2 separate regions of the Mus musculus genome follow, and region 1 is linked to region 2. A link is a contact called in public Hi-C data. All regions are on one chromosome and are shown on one strand. Each heading gives the region's core, a stretch centred on a gene start, on an enhancer-like site or on the middle of the called end of the contact. The rest is flanking DNA. Distances are from core to core; before and after follow the strand shown. Region 1 overlaps Piwil2 (piwi-like RNA-mediated gene silencing 2). Region 2 overlaps Slc39a14 (solute carrier family 39 (zinc transporter), member 14).

Region 1 (5,244 bases), core at 1,386-3,885, 94 kb after region 2:
AGAAGAGGTGCTGGCTAGAGACATGGCTCAGCAGTTAGAAACATGGTCGCTCTTTAAGAGAAATGGGGTTTGGCTCACAGAGCCCACATAATGGCTCAAAACCCAGTTTCAGGAGCTCAGACACTTTTTTCTGACCTTCGTGGGCACCAGGAACGCATATTGTAGATAGATATACATGCAAGCAAAGCATTCATATACATAAAATAAGAAATCTAAAGTTTTTTACTAAAAAAAGAGAGACCAAGTGTGGTATCAAGGCAATTCTCTGGGCCCTTCTCCTGCTAAATGTCTACACCTCTCTTTTGAATCTATAGATTTTTGTTTTTTAAGATTTATTTTTATTATTTTAATTGTGTGTGTGTTAGGGGGCAGGGAGGATGGTATATGCACATGAATGCAGTGCCCAGAGGCCAAAAGTGTCAGTCTCTAGAGCCCGGGTTATATGCAGTTGCAAGTCTCCTAATGTGGATGCTGGAAATCAAGCTCAGATCCTCAGGAAGAGCAGTCAGTGCTCTTAGCCACTGCGCAATCTTCCCAGCCCCCACAAACTTTTTTTTTTTTTTTTTTTTTTTTGAGGTGATGTCTCACTACTTAGCGCTGACTGGCCTGGAACTTGCTACATAGATTAGGCTAAGCTCGACCTCTGAGATCAACACGCCTCTGCCTCCTAAAGTACTAGGATTGTAGGCGTGTGCTTTCACATTCATGTCAGAGTTTTACTTTTTTTGTATATGTAAGAGTGTTTTACCTGCATGTATATATGTATCTGTTGTCCACAGAGGGCCAGAAAAGGCCCAAGCTCCCTTGGAACTGGAGGGACAGTTGTGAGCTGCCATGTGGGTGATGAGAATGGAACCCAGGTCCTTTGGAAGAGTAGCCAGTGTTCTTAACCACTCTACCATCTCCCCAGGCTCCAGAGTTTTTAATCTTTAGATACAAGGAACTCTCTTTATGTCTTTAACCCAAATTGTTCGTGGAGGTATTTATCTCCTCCTGGCAACTCTGAGTACAGGGAAAATACAACCATGCCCAATGTGTTCCAACACAGCACACTGTATAAGCGGATGAGCGCACACATAGCCAGGGCAGCAGTACGGAGGAGGACCGCTGGGAGGGTAGCCACTCACCATGCCATGGTTATTCTGTCTCTCACTGGGCCGGTGGATCAGCAGCGGCTGGTCATCTTCCTTGACTGTGATCCCATAGTTTTTGCTAAAGCAGGACAGAGCAAGAGAGTGTCACCACTCCTACAACAACCCCTCCAGCCCTCTTCAGTGCTACTGCAGCTTACAATTTGCACAGTCCCCTCACTGAGAATCCATCAGACACTAATCACAGTATATGTAAGTGGGAAATGCAGGCTACAGCTTTCTTGCTGATGGACAGAGAACAAAGGCTATATGTACAGCCCAGGAGAGAAGCTTGTGGAAAGTGCATCAAGCTAAAGGATTTAGAAATAAAAGTCTAATGATTAAAGATGAGAACTTCAATTCTCTCCCCAGACAAAACCAACAAGAAAAATACAACGGATACCCCCAAAATCACTTATGTAATAATTGCCAAAAGTACCAACACATACAGGCCAGACTCACAAATAAGCTCATGTGGTCTCAGATGTTTTTATTACCAGTTTACAGAGCTGTACAGTGTCAGGTACCTCATCCTTAACTGTACTCACTACCCAGAGCCTGGAGAGCACGTCCCACCCCTACCCTCAGACCAAGTGCAGTCTCTCATCTGTACCTGTAGTATTCCAGGAATGTGATTTCCTTCCCGTCCGACATGACAAAGCTGTCTTTAGGGGTCTTGTTCCAGTCCACATCATCGATTCGGTAGGTACGATTGTTGTAGCGCGTGATGACAATGCTGCCAACCAGAAGCTTGCTGCACTCGTCCTGGAAGTGCTCCTTGTTCTGCTGGTAGATAGCATGCCTTTGGGAAGAGGTAAGAGACTCTGGTTGGCATCCATACCCTCAGGCTCCTAAGAGAGGGACGGGGCTCCAGAAACTGAAGTAAGGACCCAAGGGTTGGATCTCATCTTTTACCCCTCATTAGCTATACTCATCTCATGAACCAATGATCGTTTTTTAGGATTTATTTTTATTACTTTAATTATGTTCAATGCGGTGTGTATGCCTGTATGCACACGTGAGTGCAAGTGCCCAAGGAGGCCAGAGGCATCGGGTCCCCCGGAGCTGGAGCTACAGGAGCTTGTGAGCTATCTGATGTGGGTGCTGGAACGCACGGCACTCGCACTCAGTTCATTTAAAAGAACAGGAAGTGTTCTTAACTGCTGTATCATCTCTCCAGTCAACCCCAACTCACTTCCTCTTTTTGAAACATGGTCTCAGTGACGTAGCCTTGACTGGTTTGGAGCTTACTATGAGACCAGGATGGACTTGAACTCACAGAGATCTGTCTACCTCTATCTACCTCAGGAGTCCTGTGATCAAAGGCCTGTGCCACCACACTCAACTCAACTGTTGTTTGTTTTTAACTGAGGTCTCCCAAAGGAAAGTCACTTGCATTGTTTTAAAAAAAAGATCCAGGCTAGCAAGAAAGCTCAGTGGTGTAGGGCACAGATTGGCCTTACAGTGGTGTAGGGCACAGATTGGCCTTACAGAGGACCTAGGTTAAAGTCCCAGCCCCATCTAGGGGTAGGGGTTCAAAACCATCTGTCACTCAAATTCCAGGGGACCTGACACCATCATCTGGCCTCAAGGCATTCAACATGGTGCACAGATATATACACAGGCAAAACACCCATACACATAAAATAAAATTTTAGAGATTTTAATTAAATTTTCATGACCTCCAAATACAACAGGGAAAAGTTTTGTAACATGTCCATAACTTCTCTTTTAAATCACAAATCAAACCACACGTGGGAGGCCTAAAGCAACATTACTGAATAGTTCCGAGAAAGGCCATCTGTATCTTATGATTCTGTAAGGCTGCTCTGGCTCACACAGAAGCCCTTCTTTGAGGATGTGCATATGGGGCAAAGGGATTTGTGGGTACCTCTGGTGAACTTTGAATTATTGTTGTAATAAGTTTCTTACATCAAACTAAAGTAGGGTGAGTGACTCTGTGAGTTTGAGGCCAGCATTGTCTACACAGTAAATTCCTGACCAGCCTGAACTACATAACAAGACCCTGTCTCAGCAAGAAAGAAAAAAGAGAGAGAGAGAGAAAAGGAAAGAAGGAAGAAAGGGAGGGAGGAAATGTGCTGGCTAGTCTCACGTCAACTCGAGACACAACTAGAGTTATCTACAAGGCAATTTCTTAATTAATGATTTATAGGAAAGAGCCCAACCCACTATGAGTGGGGCCATTCTTGGGTTAGTGGTCCTGGGTTCTATGAGAAAGCAGGCTGAGCAAGCCATGGGTAGCAAGACAGTAAACAGCACCCTCCACGGCCTCTGCATCAGCTCTGCCTCCAGACTCCTGCCCTGTGTGAGTTTCTGTCCAGTCTTTCTTTGATGGTAAATAGAGATGCTGACTGAAGAATAAACTGAATAAACCCTTTCCTCCTTAAGTTGCTTTTATGTTTCATCACAGAAATAGAAACCCTAACTAAGACAGGGAAGACAATTCATATGAAAGTATCTCAAATTATGTACTTGACAAGATATCTGTATCTAAAATACAAAAATTTTACAATTAAATAATATATTTTAGAGGCTGGAGAGATTGCTCAGCAGTTAAGTACACTGGCTGCTCTTGCAGAGGATTCAGGTTCAATCCCCACCATCCACATGGAAGATCACAGTTGTCTGTAAGTCCAGTTCTAGGATCTGACACCCTCATACAGACAGACAGACATGCAGGAAAAGCAACAATGCATGTGAAATAAAATAAATACTTTTAAAAATGCATTTTAAAAGTGGATCAAAGATCTAAATATTTCACAAAGATATTCAAATGGCTAAAAGGTGCAGAGAAAACTGCTCAGTATCATGAGTCATGAGAGAAATGCAATCGAAGCCACAGTTACTCATTTTACATGCAAAGGTGGTTATAATAGAAACAGATGCCAGCAAGTGAGGCTGCAGGTGAACTGGAGCCTTCACACACCTCTGTTGGGAACACGAGAAGTGCCAAGCTGTCCTTGGGTTAAGTAAAGGATAAAAATAGAGCTCACAGAAATGGCAATACACACACCAAAATCTATCTGGACATGAAGTGCACAGGCAAACAGTGAACACTACAAAGTATCCCTCAAACAGCTGAGTAATAAATATGGCAAGGTCAGCAAAGTGGCTTAGAAGAGAAGGGCTCTTGCTACCCAGCCTATCAACATGAGCTTGATCCCTGGGACTCACGAAAAGGTGGGAGAGAGAGCAAACTTCACAAAGTTGTCCTCTGACCCAAGCAGCAAACACATCCACACACACACACACACACACACACACACACACACACACACACAAATAAAACATTTTAATATCACTTTTAAAAAGAAAGAGAGAGTTCAGTGGTTAAGATCACTTGCTGCTTTTCCAGAGTACCAGAGATTAGCATCCATGGTTGACAGTGACATGGTTGACAATCTCCTGTACCTCCAGGTTCAGGGGACCTGGCATCTTCTTCTGACTTCCATTGGCACACATACACAGCATATACTTATACAAACATAGTAAAATAAAAATAAATATCTTTTAAAAGAAAAATATAGTATATCAATATGCTGGAGTATTGTTCCAATGCAAAAAGGAACTCTGTATCATGCATATAACCTGGATATATCTTGAAAGCATACCAAGACACAGAATATTATACAAAGGTTGTTTTTCATATGGAATGTTTGAAATAGTTAGAAAACAGATTGGTTAGGTAAAAGGATTACAAATTTGAGGCCAACATGAATAAGCCAGCAAGATCTTATCTTAAACAATGAAAAAAAATAGGAAGAGAGGAAGGGGTGGAACAACACACACACACACACACACACACACACACACACACAACCAGACTGATGGTTTCTCTAGGTCTGAGGGCAAAGAAGGAAACTAATGTCCAAGGGTATGGGCTTCGCTTCTCTCTGCAGGGATGAAAATGTCCTACAACTGACTGCAGTGATAATGTACAGCATACACCATGGATAAGCTAACAGCCACAGAACAGCACCCTCCAAATGAGTATATTTTAGTTTGTATCTCAATAAAGCTGTTTAATAAGGTCACACTGGGGTTAGCTAGATGGCTCAGTGGGTTAAGGCACTTGCTGCCAAATCCAAAGACT
Region 2 (5,556 bases), core at 713-3,212:
CATTGTCCCAATCACTGTGATGTCTGGTTCTCAAGTGGTGGACCGTATTTTTGGAAGGATGTTTTTGGTAGTTCTGGGGACTTTTCTGGAGTTAAGGAGGTCACTGGGGGGGAGGGTGTTATCTTTGACCATTCTCTGTAGCTCTCAACAATATGGCTGCCTAAACAAGACCCAAACAATGCAGACACCAGATGATGTGTCAGCGTGGGCTGGGGAAACCTCACAAAGCCCCGCCCCTAAATGAAGAGTTATAGACAATTAGTTAGTGACTACTCAGATGCAGAGAAGCCAGTCTTCCTCAGGGATAAGCTCCCTGATTGGGAATCCAGTACATATGTACAGACGAGCAACATCAAATGGACTTGGAAGTTTGTATATTATATATATGTGTGTGTGTATGTGCATTCTTTTTTTTAAAAGATTTTTATTATTATTTACTTCATGTATATGAGTACACTGTAGCTGTACAGATGGATGTGAGCCTTCATGTGGTTGTCGGGAATTGAATTTTTTAGGACCTCTGCTCATTCTGGTCAACTCCGCTCACTCAGTCCCTGCTTGCTCTGACCCTAAGGTTTACTTATTATTATTATTATATTATATTATTATATTATATTACATAAGTCACCGTAGCTGTCTTCAGACACACCAGAAAAGGGCGTCAGGTCTCATTACAGGTGGTTGTGAGCCACCATGTGGTTGCTGGGATTTGAACTCAGGACCTTCAGAAGAGCAGTTAGTGCTCTTACTTGCTGAGCCATCTTGCCAGCCCTATATGTGTATTCTTATATCTCTCAATAATAATTAGAGAGAAAAGACTGTGCATTTGAGAGGGAGCAAGGTGGTGGTGGGGGCCACAGGAGTTGGGGGGAGGTAAATGATATAAATACAGCACTTATATATGAACTTATTAATTAAAACTTAAAAGGACATCCATAAGGTTACCATTAACTTGTGGTAGACAAAAGTCTAAGTGATGCCTTTTCTTTCTCACTCCCTCTTTTCTTTCTGTCTACACAGCACACCTTTTCCATCAAACTGAAATAAGGACCCTAGCCTGAGTATGGTCAATTTTCTATAGTGAAATGCTAATAGAGAGACCAAAGTTCTCCCTTTAAAACCCAATGACTTCTGGGTATAGTAGTTTACACCTGTCTGCCCAACATCTGGTGGGTAGGGGCAGGGCTGCAATGACTTTGAGACCAGCCTGGGCTACAGAGTGAGACTCTTGTCTCATGCAAACCCAAACAAAAACCCCGAATGCTGCATTGAAAAGGTCAGATTATTATATCATTTTAGATTTAAAAAATTTATTCGATGCGTGTATGCTATATGTAGGTGCTTTAGCTGCCTGTATGTCTGTGTACCACATGGATGCTTGGGCCCTTGTGGAACACAAGAAGTAGGATCCCCTGGGACTGTAGCTAGGAATCAAACCTGGGTTCTCTTCAAGAGCAGCCAGTGCTCTTAACAGCTGAGCCATCTCTCTAACCCTGAATTGTTACTTCTTAAAATCAGTGAATTGGGTTGAGTGTGAAAGAGACTTCAATAAAGCCAATACAAAAAACAAAATCTTGGGCTGACAAGATGGCTCCGTGTGACAGAGCATTAGGTGCCTAGTCCCATCTTAGGAACCCATGACATAAAGAGAACCAAGTCCCACAAGTTGTTTCCCATGAGAATTATCACGCATCTACACACATATCAATGTAAAGAATTAAAAACCAAACACACCCGAACGTGTGGCCTTTAGCTGCCCTCCTGTCCAAGAGGCAACCAGAAACCACAGCACTTACCATATCGGCTAGGGCAATATACAAGAACATTCCTCCAGCCAGTGCAAAAATCCAGTTTGCAGAGAAGTGGCTGCCAGCCAGGATGCCAAAGGCCAGACCCAAATAGCAGCAGCAGGCAGAGAGGAAGTTGAAGAAGAGAGCCTGCTGGATGCTCATGCCAGCATTGAGCAGGATGACGAAGTCTCCTGCAATGGCATGAGAACAGGAAGCGGGCTGAGTCAGGACGCACGACACTAATGAATGGGACTGCTTCAGCTACGGGTGAAGCATGTGCGGGTGAAAATCTCATTCTCAGGTGGTATTGGGATAAAGGCACACCCATCTTCCAATCCTGGCCATGACCTCGCAGCACAGAGGCTGCAAAGCCCTCATAGACTTCTGGAAGAACATAAGCAACCAGCACCGGCCTCATCGCTCCCCACACAGAGGCTGAAAATAATCCACAGGACTTTAAATGTCTATAACCAACCAGCAACATCCTCACTTCTTTTTTGACTGATGGTGAAATGAAAATAGCTCCCTGTCTCCTAACGGATGGCACGGTCAGGACCAGACTTGAGAGAGGGAGAAATTAGTGCTCAAGCCAATAAATGCCAAAGTTAGGAGCCCGTGTTGTCACTGGGTCCTGAGTCATGGCTTCTTAGACTCCCTTGATAAAACTACACGCACCCCTAGGCGCTGGCTTTTCTGCTTCATTCACATGACATGCTTTCTAGCTTCTACAGGATGCAGGACATAAAGAGGGGATCTTTACTGAGTAGCCACAATACTGTGTGGCACCTGGCAAGTCCTTTTCAACATTTGTTTGCCTATAATCCCCTTGATGATTCTAAAAGGCAGGTGTAGGTATTAATCATGCTATACAGGTGGGAAAATTAAGCCACAGGACACAGGGCTCATGGGATAAAAATCTCCCTGTAAGAACCTCTATAGTTCTAAGCTATGCTCCACTGTTATAATTCCAGAGTTAGCGAGACAGGGCGTTAATTCAGTGAGTGCTGTGGTGGAGGTGGGAGGAGCAGCAGGGATGTGATGCAAGAAGGGTGTCTCGGTGTCTCAGACAAAAACTGAGACAGCTGGAACACGGGGACAGGGACTAAGCACTCACCCAGCTCATGAGGGAATTCCTCACAGAGAATGGCCACTGACGTGCTGATGCCTTGGAAGACAGACACAGTGAAGGAGGCACCAATAGCCAGGCCATCGATGAAATTGTGGAGCCCATCGCTCAGGGTGATCATCCAGGCCAAGGTCCCGATATCAGAGTAGCGGACCCCCTTGAGCCAGTAGCAAGCACTCTGGGATGCCTGCAGGTCCTATGAGAAAGGACACACCAGTGGACTTCAGGTTACAGAGTGACCTCCGGAGAGCCTGACTCACAAAGGCGTGGCTTCTGTGTCGAGGCTTCCCCGGGGGCACTCAGGGCTGCTGACCTGCACAGACATGGAGTTGACAATGACCTTCTCGTCCGTGCCAGGCGCCTTGCCATCCAGCTCGCTGTTGCAGTGCTGAGGGATCATGTGATCCAGGTCCCCGTTCTGTAGCTTCTCGGTCACACCCTCCTCCTGGTCCTTCTTGGAAGGAAGTGTCTCGGAGGTAAAATGGTTATGCCCGTGATGGTGCTAGGGTAGGAAGAGTGAGCAGTGTTACTGATCAAAACTGCCAGCCCAGCCCAGCCCAGCCCAGCCCAGCCCAGCCCAGCCCAGCCCAGCCCAGCCCAGCCCAGCCCGGCGCCCACCACTTGGAGGAAGCACGCCAAGGCTGGGGAAGAGCTTATTCCTATATCCAAGGAAACTGAGCAGGTCACACACAGGGACGTAGAGAAATTGGTATAGCCGGTGGCAACACATACAAAGACAGGGACTTTCTAGTAGGCAAAGAAGTCTCCTGCTGTCACCCAATCCAGTGAGGTGACCACTACTCTAAGTTCTTAGGTTGCTCTTTTAAGATGGCCACTTCATTCAACTCTAACAGGCAGTGACCCCATGCCAGCGACAGGAGGCCTCTTATACAGGAGCTACACCAGTCAGAGCTGTTCCTGGATGCTTGTAACCAAACCTCTTTACTGTCCTCTATAGAGAGAATGCCAGGCTTGCTCTGCAAGCGCCGTCACGCGCTGCTACACCCCACCGACCCACGTCAGCACTTTTGTTTTCGAGGTTAGGGTTTTCCACTGGATAGGTCATCATTAACAACTGGGCCTCACCTCGTTTTTCTGCTTCAAGAGCATCTTCAGGATCTTTTCTGTGAAAAAGAAAAGGTAGAAACCCCCAAACACCACTGCAGACTTGGAGACGTAATTGTCCTGAGGGTTGAAGCCAAAAGCCTGTGGGCGCAGGAAAACAGAATGAGTTTACAAACATAAGCCTTCAGCGGCTCTCATCTGCTTACCACTCTCCACTCTGGGAGACGGGCAGTCTGCTGGCTGCCCATTCTCCGGCCAGCAGAAACCTAGCCTCTGCATTCCCCTGACTCGCCAGCACTAGCCTGGTGCCTGCATATTCTCTTTGGATACAAAAGGCAGGCTGTCTTTAGGCTTTTCTGATCCTGGGCATTTGGATCCAGGACCTTGGGTTTGCTAGGCAATCACCTTACCACTAAGCTACATCTCCAGCTCTTAGGGTTTTATTATATGTATTTTACATTTACTTAACTTTTATTTATGTGTACGTGAATGTGTGCGTTTGCAAATATGCATGTAGGTGGCTGAGGAGGCCAGAGGAGGGTGCCAGTTCACCTGAACCTGGAGCTGTAGGCACCCACCCGGGAGCCATGTGCACGCTGGGAGCCAAACCCTGGGCCTCGGGAAGAGCGGGAAGAGCGGCAAGCATTCTGGGTCGCATGATAGGCAGGAACTACCATGGCCACTTGGCTTGCTTGCTTTCTTTTTCTTTTCTTTTTGACTAGGTCTCACTACATAGACCAAGCTGTCCTCAGACTCACAGAGGTCAGCCTGCCTCTACCTCCCCAGATCTGGGGATTAAAAGGTGGTTGTCTCCTTTTAATGAGGACGCTGTCTTAATCTCTGTTAGTGCTTAGCCACAAAAGCACTTAGTCAGCAAATTCCACGTATAAAGGGAGGCCACCTGCGTTTATTTTTGCCTCATCTACTGTCCTCGGTTCATCTGCCCGTAAACACAACGGGAAGTGGCTTAGTTACGATTGCTAAAAGGAGAAAATCCATTCTAGTTCCACAGCAAGAATTGCAGCATCGTCCTGACCACAGAATCTTGAAAGGACCACAAACCAAAAAAAGCAGGCTCTGTCCCTGCAGGCATCTTGGGGTGGATAAAAGCCAGGCCTAGTTCCACAAGCCTGCAGTTTCCCAAACTCAGGAGGAGGAGGTGGGAGGACCCCAGGACTCTAAGGCCAGCCTGCCCAGCAAAGGTTCCATTTCTCTAGAACAAAATAAAAATATTTTTGAAAAGAATGGACTGGGGGGTATGCTGCTCTGAGTTCTTTCTGGAAATTTCACTTAAGTAAGGAAGGGTAAAAGAAGGTGGGAGTAGCCAGAGAGCTGTCCTAAGTCTGGCTCCTGGTTTATGGTGCCAAGTATCCAATGACCTGTTTGTGTCGTTTCTAACAGAAAACAGGCTCAATTCCCAGTACTTGGGAGACGGAGGCAGGAAGACAGCAAGTCTAAACCCATGAGGTGAGGCTATCTCCAAAAATATACTCCAGGTCTCTTGGGAACAGGACAGAGACAAGAGCTAACCCTCCTGAAGGAGAACCCCAAGTGACTTCAAGGGCAAACATTTCT

Evidence for each region. A called contact is a pair of places that touch in the nucleus more often than the background predicts.
Region 1: a Hi-C map of bone marrow-derived macrophages shows a contact between it and region 2, with 47 read pairs. The contact joins two enhancer-like sites. A contact is called at or near these places in 13 of 39 promoter capture datasets (the 3T3-L1 cell line, 3T3-L1-derived adipocytes, the C10 cell line and 8 more), 4 of 15 datasets of contacts at CTCF or cohesin (CD8 T cells, the NIH/3T3 cell line, large pre-B cells and 1 more), 113 of 484 Hi-C or Micro-C datasets (the 3T3-L1 cell line, the 63-12 cell line, the AML12 cell line and 62 more), 16 of 115 datasets of contacts at active chromatin or transcription factors (CD8 T cells, astrocytes, bone marrow-derived dendritic cells and 9 more) and 5 of 9 other capture datasets (adipose tissue, bone marrow-derived macrophages, embryonic stem cells and 2 more).

What each region holds. Positions count from the first base shown.
Region 1 is chr14:70,400,291-70,405,534 of GRCm38.p6, forward strand. It overlaps Piwil2 (piwi-like RNA-mediated gene silencing 2), which reads right to left. Exons shown (of 23, transcript NM_021308.2): 11 at 1,744-1,932; 12 at 1,128-1,212. Among named protein-coding and RNA genes, the nearest start is that of Gm24890, 26 kb to the right of the region's middle. Within about 2 kb of position 2,636, at least 100 of the 459 cell types and tissues checked have an H3K27ac peak or open chromatin away from gene starts, as enhancers often do. A contact at or near this core is called in the BV-2 cell line, bone marrow-derived dendritic cells and bone marrow-derived macrophages, where this site is marked.
Region 2 is chr14:70,306,854-70,312,409 of GRCm38.p6, forward strand. It overlaps Slc39a14 (solute carrier family 39 (zinc transporter), member 14), which reads right to left. Exons shown (of 10, transcript NM_144808.4): 6 at 4,003-4,122; 7 at 3,230-3,418; 8 at 2,905-3,112; 9 at 1,797-1,981. Among named protein-coding and RNA genes, the nearest start is that of Ppp3cc, 20 kb to the left of the region's middle. Within about 2 kb of position 1,963, at least 42 of the 459 cell types and tissues checked have an H3K27ac peak or open chromatin away from gene starts, as enhancers often do. A contact at or near this core is called in the BV-2 cell line, bone marrow-derived dendritic cells and bone marrow-derived macrophages, where this site is marked.